Regions from separate parts of the Mus musculus genome. Here regions 2, 3, 4 and 5 are each linked to region 1. A link is a contact called in public HiChIP or PLAC-seq, Micro-C and promoter capture Hi-C data. All regions are on one chromosome and are shown on one strand. The core of a region is the stretch at or near the end of the contact, and the rest is flanking DNA. Distances in the headings are between cores, read along the strand shown. Region 1 holds the start of Sh2b3 (SH2B adaptor protein 3). Region 2 holds the start of Atp2a2 (ATPase, Ca++ transporting, cardiac muscle, slow twitch 2). Region 3 holds the start of Hectd4 (HECT domain E3 ubiquitin protein ligase 4). Region 4 holds the start of Anapc7 (anaphase promoting complex subunit 7). Region 5 holds the start of Arpc3 (actin related protein 2/3 complex, subunit 3).

Region 1 (2,737 bases), core at 159-2,658:
TGGGAGATCGCAGCTTAAATATTACTCAAAGATTTCTCTTCCTGTGTCCCAAAGACAACTCCACAACGGAGCTGTCACCGATGCTGTCTCCCAACCAGAGTGGCGCCCCCACGAGGGAATCACTAACTGATGTCCACAAACACCTTATAGTGCCTAAGACATTGCCTTGGCTCGTTTTTTGGGGGTGGGTGGGTGGGGGCTTCTTCCAAGCCATTTTGCTACCAGGCTCCAGCTTGCTGCCGTCCGATTGTAGTGGAAATCCCCACCTACGGGGGAGTCCCTTCTTCGGGCTCCAACAGCAGGCCCGGGGACTGAATTCAGCCCGGTTGGTTAGGCTGCTCTAATGTGAGCAACTCACTTCTTCCAGTCCCTGAGTGGGCTGGAGACACGTGTTATTTCCATTTCATAGATGAAAAAACTGAGTTGGAGGGGGTCAAATATTTGGTCCCACGCAGCAAGGGGAAGGCTCCAGGGAGCCAGCGGCTCGTGGGAGCCTGTCGTCTGGGAAGGCTTGCAGTGGCCCCTCCAAGCTGGGGGCGTGGGCGGCCTGCTTCCTGTTGGGGGAGGGGGAGGGGACAGGCATTCCTCTTTCCCCTCCCTCCGTAGAGTCGCGGGGAAGACTGGCGTGCAGTGAGTGACTCCACTTCAGAACAGGGGCACCCCACTGTTAGCCAATGTGGCGATAGAGAAAAGGTAAAGGGCTAAGGGGCGCGCAGGCGTGGACGTTCAAAGGGCTCGGCTGCCTGGGATGCGAAGGAGCTCTTGGAGAAAGTTTCATCAAGCTAGAGAATGCGGCCGGGCGGCCAGGTAGAGAACAGCCTACTCGGCCCGTTCCGGGACTCCGAGGACCTTAGGAGGGGAGCGGACTTCAAATGGATGGCGCCGCGGAGGCAGGACGGCTCGGCGGAGTCATGGATAGTGGGGCCAGGGTGGGGCTGGCCCCTTCCCCTGGAGGTGATGAAAACCGCGGTCGCAGTTGCTAGACCCGGCCGGGCAAGCTCAGATAAGGTTGGGCTTGGAGGGAGTCCGCAGGGGCGCGCCCCTAGGAGGTCCCGAAGGTCGGGGCAGCCACGCCCATCGCGCGCCTAGCCCCGCCCCACCCCTTCTAGGGGCCCCGCCTTGCCGAGGCACGCGGTGACTGGCCAGCGCGAGAGGGGCGGGACCGAGCACGCTCCTCCCCTTCGAGATTCTTTATTTTATTATTATTTTTTTTCCCTTCTTTAGGGGGCGCGACGCAACTTGGGTGCAGAGAGCGCGCCTTATGGGGGCGGAGCTTGTCGCTATGCTACCTCCCACCGGGCAGCGGGCGGAGGCGCGAGAGGAGGGCGGGGCCGGGATAGGCTCCGCCCCCGGCCTCCGCAGGCGGCCCCGGGGCGTGGCTCTCTGTGGCCACGCCCCCAGGCCGCCCTCCGCCGCCGCGCGCGGCTCGCGGCTGGTTCCTCTTTACATAACGGCGTGGGGCGGCATGGGCTCGGGCCGTCGCCTCCGCCTGGCCGCTCTCCAGCCCAGACTGTCACGGGCCACACGGGGTCCACATCGGCGGCGGCAGCAGCAGCAGCGTCCTGGGGACGGCCCGAGGCCGCGTCCCCCGGCTGCTGTCAGGAGCTGGCGGCGGAAATGAGGCGCTGGCCGTTTTCCGAGCCGGGGTTTCCTGCCTGAGCGCCGAGAGGCCGTGCGACGCCATGGGCCGGCCGGGCCCCGACCCGCAGCTTGCGCGGTAAGCGCGGCCCGCCGAGCGTGTTGGAGGAACTGGGCCGGGCGGCCGTCCCCGGGTCCCGCTTCTGTTTTCTGGCGTTTCCTCATTCTGTTTCTCTTCCCCAATCCCAGACCGCAGTGATGTGGGCGCGGAGGTCAGTGCTTTCAGCTGGGGCCTCCGGAGAGGAGCCTGGCGGGGCGCCGCGGGAGGAACCGAGAGCTGTCCCGGCACACAGCGTGCTTGGGCCCCTGCCGGGGGGGGGGGTGTGCTGGCGGTGAGGGTGGGAGGGGGGGACACGTGTGTCACTAGTGCCCCGGTGATCAACCAAGGATGATATGCGGAGTCCTAAAGGTGAAATCAGCCAGAGATGGGGGAAGGGGGTGGGACAGGCCATGACAGGCCAGGGCCCGCTGGGGGAAGTTGAGGTTATAAGAGTTTTATGCTCTTAGGACACTTTCTGAACCTTGTTCCCCAGGCCTCCTCTGGGAGGAAACGCCATCTGAGCCAGGAGGGGTGAATACATTCTGGAACTTGTGCAGTCCCAATGGGTGGTCAGCTGGGAAGGGGCTGGCCCGCAGCAGCGGCAGCAGCTGTGGTTTGGGGATCTCAAGGGCTGGGCAGTGACAAGAGAGGAAACCGAGGGTCCTAGAGGCAGAACTTGTGTTCTTTCTCCTCTGCTCTCCAAGATGAGGGTCGCGACCTCAGTTTCCCCGCTGTTCAGTGAGTGAGAAGAGATTTGTGGTGCAGTTACAATGAGGTGGAGTTTTAATGAATGCTGTGTGGAAGGCACCTGCGTCCGGCTGGGAGAAGGGCTCAGTTACAGGCCGTTGGGAGAAGACCTCAGTTACAGGCCGTTGGTTTTCAGACTGTCCAGTTTTATTGACCCTGGCCCTGGGACCGTCCTCGGCTCTCTCCTGAGCATAGCTGCTCTGGGGTTTCCCGAGTCTGTGGGCAGGGAACTCTGAAGGACCCTGGGCAGGGTCAGATGACAAACCCCTTCCTGGCCTGGGTTCCCTCAGTTGACACCTAACTTGTGAGGGC
Region 2 (2,737 bases), core at 147-2,646, 670 kb before region 1:
TCGGGTAAAGCACCATGATTTGCATCTGCTGAAGGAATCTATCTTAAGTCTTGAGGCGGAGCCTTGTGGGACGTCTCAAGTGATTGGGGGGGGGGGGTGGCGTTGCTAAACACTCAAGAAGATGAAATGCTTTATTTTGCAATCTATGCCCTTCATGAAGCCGCATTTTGTGAAGATATTTGCAAATTCAATGCAAAGGGCCTCCTCCCTGTTAAGTATGGCTTCCCACATTCCTCTGCTTTTTAAATTTATTTTGTATGTTTTAGACAAGGTCCAACGTGGAAGACTGCTCCTAAACTCCTTCAGTGTCTGTCCATGACCTTGAACTCTTGATCCCGTGGCTTCCACTTCTGTTCGTGGGATCACAGGCGGGCTCCGTATAGCCTCTTTATATTGGCAAAATTACCTTGCATGCTAGGCTCTGTACAGACCTCACAGAAACAACAGATGATCTGTGGTTTAAGAATAGATTTGGGATTGAAGGCTCCTTCTCTCGCATTGGGGGAAGTGGAAGTCTTATATAGCAGCCATCATTTGGAAGCCAAAGCCAAGCCACCTAGCATAGCTGCTACAGCATAACCTGTGACTTCTATGCAGACGTGTGTCAAAGGCTGTGTGAGCTACTAAAAACGAAATAAAACTTCCTCCTTCCTCCCCCAAGAGTGGGATTCCCTGTCGGGGCACAGAACCCGCAGGGGAAGGAAGGGCTGGTGTTGGCGTGCGATGGAGATGAGGCTTTCGGCTGGGGGTGTGGGATGCGGTGTTCCCGAGGCGACAGATGAGCGCTTTTGGCTGTGTGGGAAGGGAACTGCGGAATTCCTCCCCTTGGTTGCTGAGGGGGGCTCTGAAGGAGACATTAGGATGCAGAGCACGGCTCGCGCTGCCCAGGACGCGGAGGCAAGCCAAGGACACCAGTGCGAGCGCGCCTCGGCCCCCCTGCGTTCCCGAGCCTCCCTGCCAATGCGCGGTCCCAGCCAGTCCCCAACCTCAGCGGCAGGGCAACCAGCACAGAGCGCCCACCCGTGAACTCCGCGCTCTATCCCCGCGCGCGGTCGATACGGGAAAAGCCGTGGCCCCGGAAAAGTCAGGCTCACCCTCCGCCCGCGCCGGTGGCCGCAGCGCATCGAGCACAGCGTGGACGCAGAGGTGGCCCTGGCCCCGTGCGCGCGCACAGGCGCCGCGCGCGGCCTCGATCCGGGTTCCTGGGGGGCGGCGCGCGGGAGGAGGCGGGGCCTGCTGGCGGCGTGGGCGCGCGGTGCGCGCGCGCGGGAGGGCGCCGGAGGAGGGGGCGGGGCCGCGCCGCCCGCGCCGCGCTGGGGGCTCTCTCGGCCAATGAGCGGCGTCCACATGCCGCGGCGGCGGCGAGAGGGGAGGCAGCGGCGGATAAATGCTATTAGAGCAGCCTCCGCGGAGCCGTCCCCGACGCCGCCACCTCCCGTCTCCTCCGCCGCAGTTCCCTCCGCCGCCGCTGTCGGGGGTGCAGAGCTGAGGGGCTCGGGCCGGCGCGCCGCGCAGCTCCTCTCCCGTCGCCTGCCTCGCGGTTCCCGGCGCCGAGGGCTCGGCCCGGCGCCGCTCCTCATCTGCGCCCCGTCTCCTCGGCGCAGCGCCCGGGGCCTGCGCTGCCCGCGGCCGGCTGGCAGCTGCTGAAGCGACCCACACTCGCGGCGGGGCGGGAGGCTCGCAGTCCCTCGGGCGGGCTCGGCGAGGCCGGGCCGCGTGCGGCGGTTTCTGGGGGAGGGGGCTCGGGTGATTCAGCGCCCCGGTCAGGCGGAAGCGGCCGCCGCCGCCGCGGAGGAGGAGGAGGAGAAGAAAAAGGAGGGGACAGCTGTCCGCGCCCGGGCGCCCGCGGTGGCACGAGCCCGCGGCCGGAGTGCGAGGCGGTAGGCGAGGAGGCCGCGGGGACGCGAGGCGAGGCCGGCCGGGGCCCCCGCAGCCATGGAGAACGCTCACACAAAGACCGTGGAGGAGGTGCTGGGCCACTTCGGGGTCAACGAGAGCACGGGGCTGAGCTTGGAGCAGGTCAAGAAGCTCAAGGAGAGATGGGGCTCCAACGGTAGGTGCGGGGCGCCGGGGCTGCAGCGGCGCGGCGCGGGCCCGAGCGCCAAGGAAGATGGCTGACCCGGCTCCACCTCGTGGGGCTTGGCTCGGCGCGGCGCCCGACGGCTGCGAGAGGCCGGGCGGTCCACGCGCGGGTCTGGGCCATCGCCGACCTCTAGGGGTCTCGAGCCGGTGACCTTCCCGGCCGGCGCTCAGCGAGTCGGATTGGGGGGGGGGGAGAGGGAGTGGGAAGGAGGGAGGAGGTTCCTGCGGCTGGGCTGAGTCCCCCGCGGATTTATGAGGCGTCGATGTTGTTGAGAAACCCTCGGACCGTTTCTTGTGCTCCCCAAAGTTGCACATCTGGCAGAAGTGATGACCCAGCTGAAATGACTGCATGGTCCTGGAGGCCGGAGAGGGCTTACGGGCAGTTCCGAGGCCACTGATTACCAGGGCTGAATAATTTTCTCGGGGTATCAAAGTGGAGACAGATTGTTGTACGTTCATACACCTATATCCGCCATTCAGACAACGATGGTGGTGAATTTAGCAGTTTTTAATAAAAGCGCTAATACAATATCTTCATTTTTCTTTCTGCTTTCCTCCTGACACGTTGCTGTCGAATTTCGGCCTTCTAGAATTGCCGGCTGAAGAAGGTAAATAATATTAACATGTTATTTTGGAGAGATGATGTGTGCAGGCT
Region 3 (2,737 bases), core at 164-2,663, 620 kb after region 1:
GCCGGTGGTACTGAATACCAGAGTATATGGAAAACCGCAAAACAAAAGATTCCCAGTGTAGGAGGCCCTCCCGTCTGCGGTGTACCCCAGGGACCCCCCCTCCCTGCGACAATACGAATTTCACCACACTCCACGGGGAAGCGGGGGTCAACAGCCACCTGGCCTGGATGAAAACACCACAGTCCAACATTCCCACTTCTAGGCAAATGCGAAAACTGAGCGCAGTCGGTGGAAAGTTCCCATCCACCATATTCACATTTGGTTTCCTTGGGGTGGATGGGTTTTGCGGGGTGGTGGGGGGGGGGGACGACACCACAACTGCTGAGACTGGCTGCTGCACCTGCCACCGCTCCTAGACTGGGGGGGGGGGGAGGGGGAAAGAGAGAGAGAGACCCCCGAGGCGCGCGCACGCGTACACACACACACACACACACACACACATATACTCGCTCACGCCCGCCCTTGAACCTTCCCAGGCCGCGGTGTAGCATCCCCTTTCTCGCTGTCCAAACCCCCACCCCACCCCACCCCACCCCACCCCACCCCCGGCTGGCCTGACAAAGGCGCGGGTGTCAAGTCAATCCGAGGCACTGCACAGACAGGTTGCAGAATTGCTTATGGTGGAGGAAGGAAGCCCTGGCAGCTGTCACTCCGGGCTCCCTCCAACACACAGGCAGGCGCGCGCGCGTGCACACACACACACACACACACACACACACACACGCATACAAAATCAACACCGAGCTGGGACTGTGATAAAAGAAGCAGAGTCCGTGCGAGCGTTCAAAATACAAAAGGTCTCCGGAGCACAGGCACCTGGGCGCGCCCTCCAAGAGGCTCCCGGTTGCGTGGTGGGGGGAAGGGGAGCAGCCGGGCGGCGGCTGCCGTAGCTCCGGGTCTCCGGGCCGCGCGGCCCGAAGATGCTCTCCGGGATCCCACACACCTGCGGCGGCCTCCCGGGGAACCTCACTCACCTCCAGGTCGGTGTCGGCGGCCTCCGGGGCGCCGAGGATCTCGCTGGGCAGCTCGGCCAGGTCGGTGACCCGGATGAGTCCGTCGTGCAGAAAGATGGTCTCCTCCTTCACCGAGAGCCACTGCGCCGAGTCCGCCGCCGCCGCCGCCGCCGCTGCAGCTGCCGCCGCCGCGGCCGACGAGCCCATGGCTAAGAGAAGGCGCTGCAGAGCCGCCGCCGCCGCCTCAGCAACCCATGGCCGACCGCCGCGCCCGCCGCGCCTGCTGCGCCCGCCTCGCCCGCGCGGCTCCGCCCTAGGCGTTCCGCGCCGCCATCCCCCTCCGCACGCCAACCCCGGCCCGGGAGACCCCCGGCCCCGCCGCCGCCGCCGCCGCCGCCGCCCTGACGAGCAGGATCCGCCTCTGCCGCTCCGCAGCCAACTGTCAGTAAGACGCCATCTTGGGGGCGGGGTTCCCGGCATGCCCCGCGGGGTGGACAATACAGGCTCCTCCCTCCTGTCCGTCTAGCCCCGCCCACAGCCCGGCGAGGCTTTATAACCCAGCTGCAAGGCGCTCAGAGGCATGGCCTCTTGGGCACCCCTGCTTCCCATGCTATCTGAGGAAGTCTAAGGCTCCGGGAGAAGACCACCCTGGTCCCCTTTCCTCCTTACTCCGGTGTGCACCGGTTGCTCAGGCCAGAGCTCATTCTGGAAGGATTATGGAGGGTCAACACTGTTATCTTTTAAATGAGATAGGTTCAGATGTCTTCTCTAAGATCTTGAATAGTTCAGTCTTAGAGGGTTAGCCTAGAATGCCTGAGGTCCTATGTTCCATTTACAGCACTATAAGTAAACAAACCTGGTGGGGGTTGCCAGTTGTTCCAGTACTTGGAAGACAGAAGTGGGAGTACCATTGCAAGTTGCAGGTAGCCTGGTCTACATATCAAGTTTCAGGCCAACCTGGGCTACATAAGATGCTCCAGGCCACCCAGGCCTATGTAGGCTCCGTATCTGAAAAAATACATAAAATTTATAAAATACTAAAGGCTGGTATATAATAGGCTTGGTCATGAGAACTTGGTAAAACTCACAGCAGATGGTTAATATTTACTGGGGAAAAAAAGAGTACAAAGAAGCAACTGACATCTGATGAAAATAAAGTATCTATCAACAATTGCTGTTAGGCTGGAGAAATGATTGACAGGTTGACACTGGTTGCTCTTCCAGAGGGCTGGGGTTCAATTCCCAGCACTCAGAGGGCAGCTCACACCTTTTATAACTTCAGTCCCAAGGGACCTGAGTTTCAGTCCCAAGGGACCTCACATCCTCTTCAGGTCTCCGTCTCCATCATTACACAGATGTGGCACACAGACATACATAAAGGAAACAGTCAAACACATAAAAAAAATTAAAAATTAAAAATTAAAAGTAAACAAAAGCAATGCTTTCCTCCTGGCTCCTGTTTTTTTTGTTTTGTTTTGTTTTGTTTTGTTTTTTCTTTTTTTTTTCCATTTTTTATTAGGTATTTAGCTCATTTACATTTCCAATGCTATACCAATTGTTTTGTTTTTTCAAGACAGGGTTTCTCTGTGTAGTTCTGGCTGTCCTGGAACTCGCTGTGTCTGGAGGTGGAGCTTGAGGTGGTGTTGGGGTCAGCAGTGCTCTGACCTCATCTAGGGATGGACTGAGTGATTCATTCCAAACTTATTTGGCTACTGAGAGGTAATGGCTAACATGGTTGGGTCCTAGTGGGAGATATGGAAGCAGAAGGCTCCTGTCTACTCCCC
Region 4 (2,737 bases), core at 62-2,561, 590 kb before region 1:
TGAAATACAAACTATCTCCAATCATAGACAGATCCACTCGCTCCTCTATGTTCTCCAGGGTGTGATCTTGGTCGACCTACTGGACCTCCCTGTAATAAACACATTTCCTTAGCATTTTTTTTTGTTTTGTTTTGTTTTGAGACAAGGTTTCTCTGTGTAGCCCTGGCTGTCCTGGAACTCACTCTGTACACCAGGCTGGCCTCGAACTCAGAAATCCGCCTGCCTCTGCCTCCCAAGTGCTGGGACTAAAGGCATGCGCCACCACTGCCCGGCTCAGGCAGCGGTTCTAAAGTGAAGCCACCGGTGCCAATGCTTGCTCTGAGAGCGCTCGGGCAGGAGGAGAAATTAGAGAAAAGGAATGACTAGGTTGACTTGCGGAGCCACGTCGAAGAGTGAGCAATGATGGGGAAATTTTTAAGCAAGGCCCTTACAGGCAATTCAAGCCTACAACTGTCCCGGGCTTCCTTTGAGACGCAGTAAACCCGGCTAGATAGAACTGTCACTCCATCGGTAGTGTTTTGCCTAGCACGCCTGAAATCCCTGGTTCGATCCCCAAGGTCCACACGCACACTGAGAGCATGGTGGGGGTGTAAAACACCAGTTAACCCCCCCCCCCCAGCTTCTGGGAGGCGTAGGCAGGAGGGTAAGAAGGTCAAGGTCTTCCTTGACTACACACACACACACACACAGCCTGGGGCAGGCTAGCCTGGGCTACAGGAGACCCCTGTTTGTAAACACAACCACACAAAACCAGTCACTCCCCGGCGGCAATGTCGGGCCTTACATTAGACTGCCAGGGTTCCTTTTAAATTAAAAAAAGGCGCCACCGCGCCCGCCACCGATGCTCTCAGTCTCGGAAAGTGGGGTCCCCTCCCTCCGCTGGGGTGGCACCCCCACGGCTGACACTCGGTGGACTGGGTCCCCGGGACTCAGGGGACTTCGTCGTTCTGGAAGGAGCCAGAACTCCGAGGCCACCGAGGCCGGATCCCGCGCAGCCCTCCGCGGGACCACACCGTCCCCCCGCCACCGCCAACCCCGGCTCCCGGGACCGCCACCTCCCCGCCTCTCCAACTCACGGGTTGTTGTTACTCATGGTGAGCAGCAGGCTGCTGAGGAGCCGCACGTTGGAGTGCAGTCCCGCAGCCGCCATGTCCCGCACGTGGTCTATCACACTCATCCTGCCCGGCAACACCGTGGCCCCCGGCGACACCGCGGCACCGGCAGCGGCGGACAGAACTCCCGGGAACCGAGAGCAGAGGCTCGGGGAAAGTTCCAAAATGGAGACGGCGCCGGGGTCCTTCCGGTCCAGACGCGGCTCCGCCCCCCGAAGATGGAGGTAGCCACGGACGTGCCTGAGTAAAAAGAAGCAGCGGCGAAAGGGTTTTCTCCATCATCATCATCTTCAAAGCCATCCCAGTAGGAATCGTAGTTTTGCTGCGCTAAAGACAGCCTGAGAGGAATGGATGCCTCGCGGAGGCTAGTAACAATGCACAGGAGTTCATCCTAAACACAGCGGAGGCGGAAAACGGACAGTTAAAAATTGAATTTTCGAATCAGGCGCGCAAGGGCTGGCTTTCTCCAACTACGGGAGCGTCCTAGGCGAAGGTGGCACGCCCCCCTCTCCTGGCGACTCTTGTCCCTGTCACTGGGAATAGATTCCTTGGTGCAAGGCATGGCTTGCCCGTCCAAGTGACCCGCTAGATCCAAGTGCGAAGAAAAGATAGTTACAGGGATGAGCTGGATCTCTGATCGCCCCACTGTCAACATCTCAAGCCTTTACGAACTCGTTACTGCATTGCATATTCACAAATCGCAATGCTGAAGCCATTTCCATAGAGGGAGAGAGCCGCCTCAGAAATTAAAACTGCATGCTCTTGCAGGGGAATTCGGTTCCTAGCACCTACCTGGTGGCTCACAACAGTCTGAAAGGCCAGCTCCAGGGCATCCGACTCCTTCCTCTGGCGTCTATGGGCACATACATGCATGTGGTGCACAGACATACACACTCAGGCATGCAGATACTCATAAAAATACATTGAAACAAACAAACAAACAAACAACAACAACTTGGATCTGGAGAGATGGCTCAGTGGTTAAGAGCACCGACTGCTATACCAGAGATCCTGAGTTCAATTCTCAGCAACCGCATGGTTGCTCAAAACCACATTTAATGGGATCTGATGCCCTCTTCTGGTGTGTCTGAAGAGAGCAATGGTGTACTCATATTCAATAAATAAATAACAACGTTGGCAGGGGGTGGTTTAATTCTAGCACTTGGGAGTTGGGCCGATCTCTGTGAGTTAAAGATTAGCCTGGTTTATAGGGTGAGTTCCAGGACAGCTAGGGATACGCAGAGAAACCCTGTTTGAAAACGCTTAAAACAAACAAACAAACAAACAAACAAATAAGTACTTTGAATTGTCAGTCCTTCTTTGCCGACAAGGAAACCAAAACTTTCAAATGTTGAAGCTGGGCAGCCTGAGAGTAAAACCACTTATCAGCAAGGCTAGTTTTGTAAATTCAATCCCCTGTGTGGGAGGAGAGACCTGACTCCTTCACGTTGTCCTCTGAGACAGCCGCATGTGCCTCTCACTCGCACAAAATAAATAACTACATGCAATTAAAATGTAAACAACTGAAGCTGTTTGCTTAAATTTGAGATTCAAGGCCATTTTTTAAAAAAGATTTAGTTATTTATTTTATGTATATGAGTATACACTGTAGCTGTCTTCAGACA
Region 5 (2,737 bases), core at 164-2,663, 560 kb before region 1:
CGTGTGTGCATATGTGTGCATGTAGGTATGTATGCTCATATCCACAGGTGGAGGCCATAGGTCTGTTTCTTAACTGCTTTCCACTTTATTTTTGAGACAAGGAGCCTCAGGGAACTCTACACATCCCCAGCTCCGAAACTGCAGACACGCTTTGCATGCCCTCCCCCCGCCCCTTCTGTTTTACTTGGGTGCTAAGCATCCAGACTCAGGTCCTCTCATTTGTACCACTGAGACACCTCCTCAGCCCCTACTATCTCTCTCTATATATATATTTATTTCCTGTGACATCGTCTTTCATTGAACCCAGAACTTGCTTATTTTTGGCTGGGCTGGCTGGCCAATAAGCCAGAAGATCTGCCTGTCCTTTGCCTCCCCAGAGCTGGGGTCACAGGCATGAGCTGCTGTACCTTGTGACCCCACCTCCTGCATGCAAGCCTCTTTTTTTTTTTTTTTCTTCCCCCATTTCTTGGGAGACAGGCTTTGCAGTTCTGTAGCCCAGGATGGCCTAGAACTCACTACATAGTCCACATTGGCCTGAACTTTGCCATCCTCCTGCCTCGGTATTGGGATGAGCGATAACTGAGCGATAGGGGTAGGCTAACTGCCATCTATCTGTTTTCGTCACAGCAGTTGTTAAGATAGGAAACTACTTCCTATGTGCATTTGCATGGTTACTGTCTACCCGTTAAACTGTGAGCTCCTTGAGTGGCCCTTAGTCGCTGCTGTCAACAATGCTGGCTTCACAGCGAGAGGTCAGTAACACTGGTTCAGTGTGGGTGCACGCTATTCAAGCGTCCCTTCGCTAAGCTGCAATCGGCATCAATTTCCTCCCACTCGGATGCACACGAAAAAGGAAACCAGCGCTGGCTCGGTGGTGGTCAGGGAGTCGGGTGGGAGTCAGAGCAGGGAGACGGAGGAAGGGGTCCATCAGGGAAGTGAGGTCTGACAGGTGACTAGGTAGCAGGCCGATCCCACTCCCTGGGGTGGAGGAGGAAGTGGAAATGACAAGGGGGAAATTTAAAAAAAAAAAAAAAAAAAAGGAGAAGCTGGACCTTAGACTTAAAAATAAATTAAAAGCCAGCCATCGTTCTTAGGTTCGAGGCTCTAGGGTGGGATCTGGGAACACGGCAGGGTTAGGGGGGAAGCGGCGGGGCAGGCGAGCCGGTGTTGGAGGCAAAGGCTGGAGATCAGGGCGGACGCTTCCTCTCTCCCCGGCCTTATGACACAGATCTCCTGCCACCCCTCGGACCCTCGCCCCGCTCGGCTCCCCGCCCCTGGGGCTCGAATGCTTACCGGCATCTTGACGGTGTCCGGATTCGATCCAGAGAAGCCGAACTCAGAAAGCGTTTCCGACGACCGAGCCTGGGTGGAGTGGGCGGAAGTAAGCCGGAAGAGGCGGGCGGAAGGAATAAACGCACTTCCGGTGACTTGCTCCGGCTGCGCTGACCGCAAGTGACGCCAGGGGGCGCGTCAGCGTGAGGCGATGACCGTGGCGCATGCATAAAGCACGTTCAGAATAAAAGGCTGGATTTTGAAATTGAAGACTCCCTCGCAAGTGGTTAATAATCAGCTCCCGGTTTTGTTTTTTGGGTTTTTTTTCTCATTTCCCGGCTTCAGCTTCAAATCCAGTACCACTCAGTCGCCTGATTTACCCTTCTGCTATGTCTAGTTTTTTACTTTTTTTTTTTTTTTTTTGGTTTTTCGAGACAGGGTTTCTCTGTGTAGCCCTGGCTGTCCTGGAACTCACTCTGTAGACCAGGCTGGCCTCTAACTCAGAAATCCGCCTGCCTCTGCCTCCCGAGTGCCGGGATTAAAGGCGTGCGCCACCACACCTGGCTTAGTTTTGTACTTTTACCACAATGCAAGGTGGGGGACATCAGTTCTCACTTTCCACCGTGATACTCTCGGAACCAACACAGTCTTCAGAAACACCTACACCCTGAGCCGTCTTGGCGGCCAATATTTTTTATTTTTCAATTTTTTCTTTGCTAAGAGTCGCATGAAGTCCAGGCTGGCATATACATATAAATGAATATGAACTGATCTGCACCCACTTGTGTTCAGGAATTACAGATATGTGCCCATCACTCCTGTTATTTTTATTTATTTTTCTTGCTTAGTTTTATGATGCCGACGGTGGTGTCTATCTTCCTTGTCATGTTAAGACAGTCAGGGACCACCACAGGGGTAAAGGAAAGAAAAGTCCTGAGCCTACCCCTTTGACCTGTCTGTCACCCACTAAATGTGTATATCATTTCTACTCTTTCAACAAGGTATGGTGTATGTCTTCCCAGATCATGGCAAGGACTAAGTGGTCATGAAAACCAAGCATATTATAAGGGCCTGAGTGATGCCACATGTCTGAGGGGATGACTACAAACCCACCACTGACACCCATCATATATGTATGTAAGTATGTATTTTGCCTCTCTGGGTAGCCCTGGCTAGTCTGAAACTTGCTTTGTAGACCAGGCTGGCCTTGAACTCTTGAGATCCACCTGCCTTGCCTCCCAAGTACTGAGACTGAGGGGATATGTAACCACCATACCCAGCCAACCACTTTTTGTTTTTGGACAAGGTATTAACTATGTAGCCCAGGCTGGTCTCTACAATGTCTGGCTTATACTCCCTGTTCTTTGTATGACTGCTGAGGAGCCAGGTCCTGGGGTTGAATCCTAGTTCCAACATGACTAGCTGTGTTATTCTGAGCAACTTAATGTACCTCTCTGTGCCTCTG

Evidence for each region. Hi-C and Micro-C count contacts between places; a contact is called where the count stands out from the background. HiChIP or PLAC-seq counts read pairs in DNA pulled down with a chosen protein or histone mark. Capture Hi-C pulls out chosen DNA fragments and counts their contacts.
Region 2: a Micro-C map of embryonic stem cells shows a contact between it and region 1, with 7 times the contacts expected there. The contact joins the promoter of Atp2a2 here to the promoter of Sh2b3 in region 1. A contact is called at or near these places in 1 of 484 Hi-C or Micro-C datasets (embryonic stem cells) and 1 of 115 datasets of contacts at active chromatin or transcription factors (pancreatic cancer cells).
Region 3: an HNF4G HiChIP or PLAC-seq map of pancreatic cancer cells shows a contact between it and region 1. The contact joins the promoter of Hectd4 here to the promoter of Sh2b3 in region 1. A contact is called at or near these places in 2 of 484 Hi-C or Micro-C datasets (B cells and embryonic stem cells) and 1 of 115 datasets of contacts at active chromatin or transcription factors (pancreatic cancer cells).
Region 4: a promoter capture Hi-C map of liver shows a contact between it and region 1. The contact joins the promoter of Anapc7 here to the promoter of Sh2b3 in region 1. A contact is called at or near these places in 2 of 115 datasets of contacts at active chromatin or transcription factors (bone marrow-derived macrophages and microglia) and 1 of 9 other capture datasets (liver).
Region 5: an H3K27ac HiChIP or PLAC-seq map of extraembryonic endoderm stem cells shows a contact between it and region 1, with 6 times the contacts expected there. The contact joins the promoter of Arpc3 here to the promoter of Sh2b3 in region 1. A contact is called at or near these places in 2 of 39 promoter capture datasets (embryonic stem cells and hippocampal neurons) and 3 of 115 datasets of contacts at active chromatin or transcription factors (embryonic limb bud, extraembryonic endoderm stem cells and memory CD8 T cells).

Annotation. Positions count from the first base shown.
Region 1 is chr5:121,835,530-121,838,266 of GRCm38.p6, reverse strand. It overlaps Sh2b3 (SH2B adaptor protein 3), which reads left to right and starts at 1,408. Exons shown (of 8, transcript NM_008507.4): 1 at 1,408-1,717. It overlaps Gm32422 (a long non-coding RNA gene), which reads right to left and starts at 106. Exons shown (of 2, transcript XR_387683.2): 1 at 1-106.
Region 2 is chr5:122,500,884-122,503,620 of GRCm38.p6, reverse strand. It overlaps Atp2a2 (ATPase, Ca++ transporting, cardiac muscle, slow twitch 2), which reads left to right and starts at 1,396. Exons shown (of 20, transcript NM_001110140.3): 1 at 1,396-2,053; 2 at 2,673-2,690. The coding sequence starts at 1,936.
Region 3 is chr5:121,218,895-121,221,631 of GRCm38.p6, reverse strand. Hectd4 (HECT domain E3 ubiquitin protein ligase 4) reads right to left here and starts at 1,413. Exons shown (of 76, transcript NM_181421.4): 1 at 975-1,413. The coding sequence starts at 1,160.
Region 4 is chr5:122,421,018-122,423,754 of GRCm38.p6, reverse strand. It overlaps Anapc7 (anaphase promoting complex subunit 7), which reads right to left and starts at 1,311. Exons shown (of 11, transcript NM_019805.4): 1 at 1,077-1,311. The coding sequence starts at 1,177.
Region 5 is chr5:122,390,554-122,393,290 of GRCm38.p6, reverse strand. Arpc3 (actin related protein 2/3 complex, subunit 3) reads right to left here and starts at 1,413. Exons shown (of 7, transcript NM_019824.4): 1 at 1,294-1,413. The coding sequence starts at 1,299. Gm32853 (a long non-coding RNA gene) reads left to right here. Exons shown (of 4, transcript XR_387695.4): 1 at 1-752; 2 at 2,295-2,409.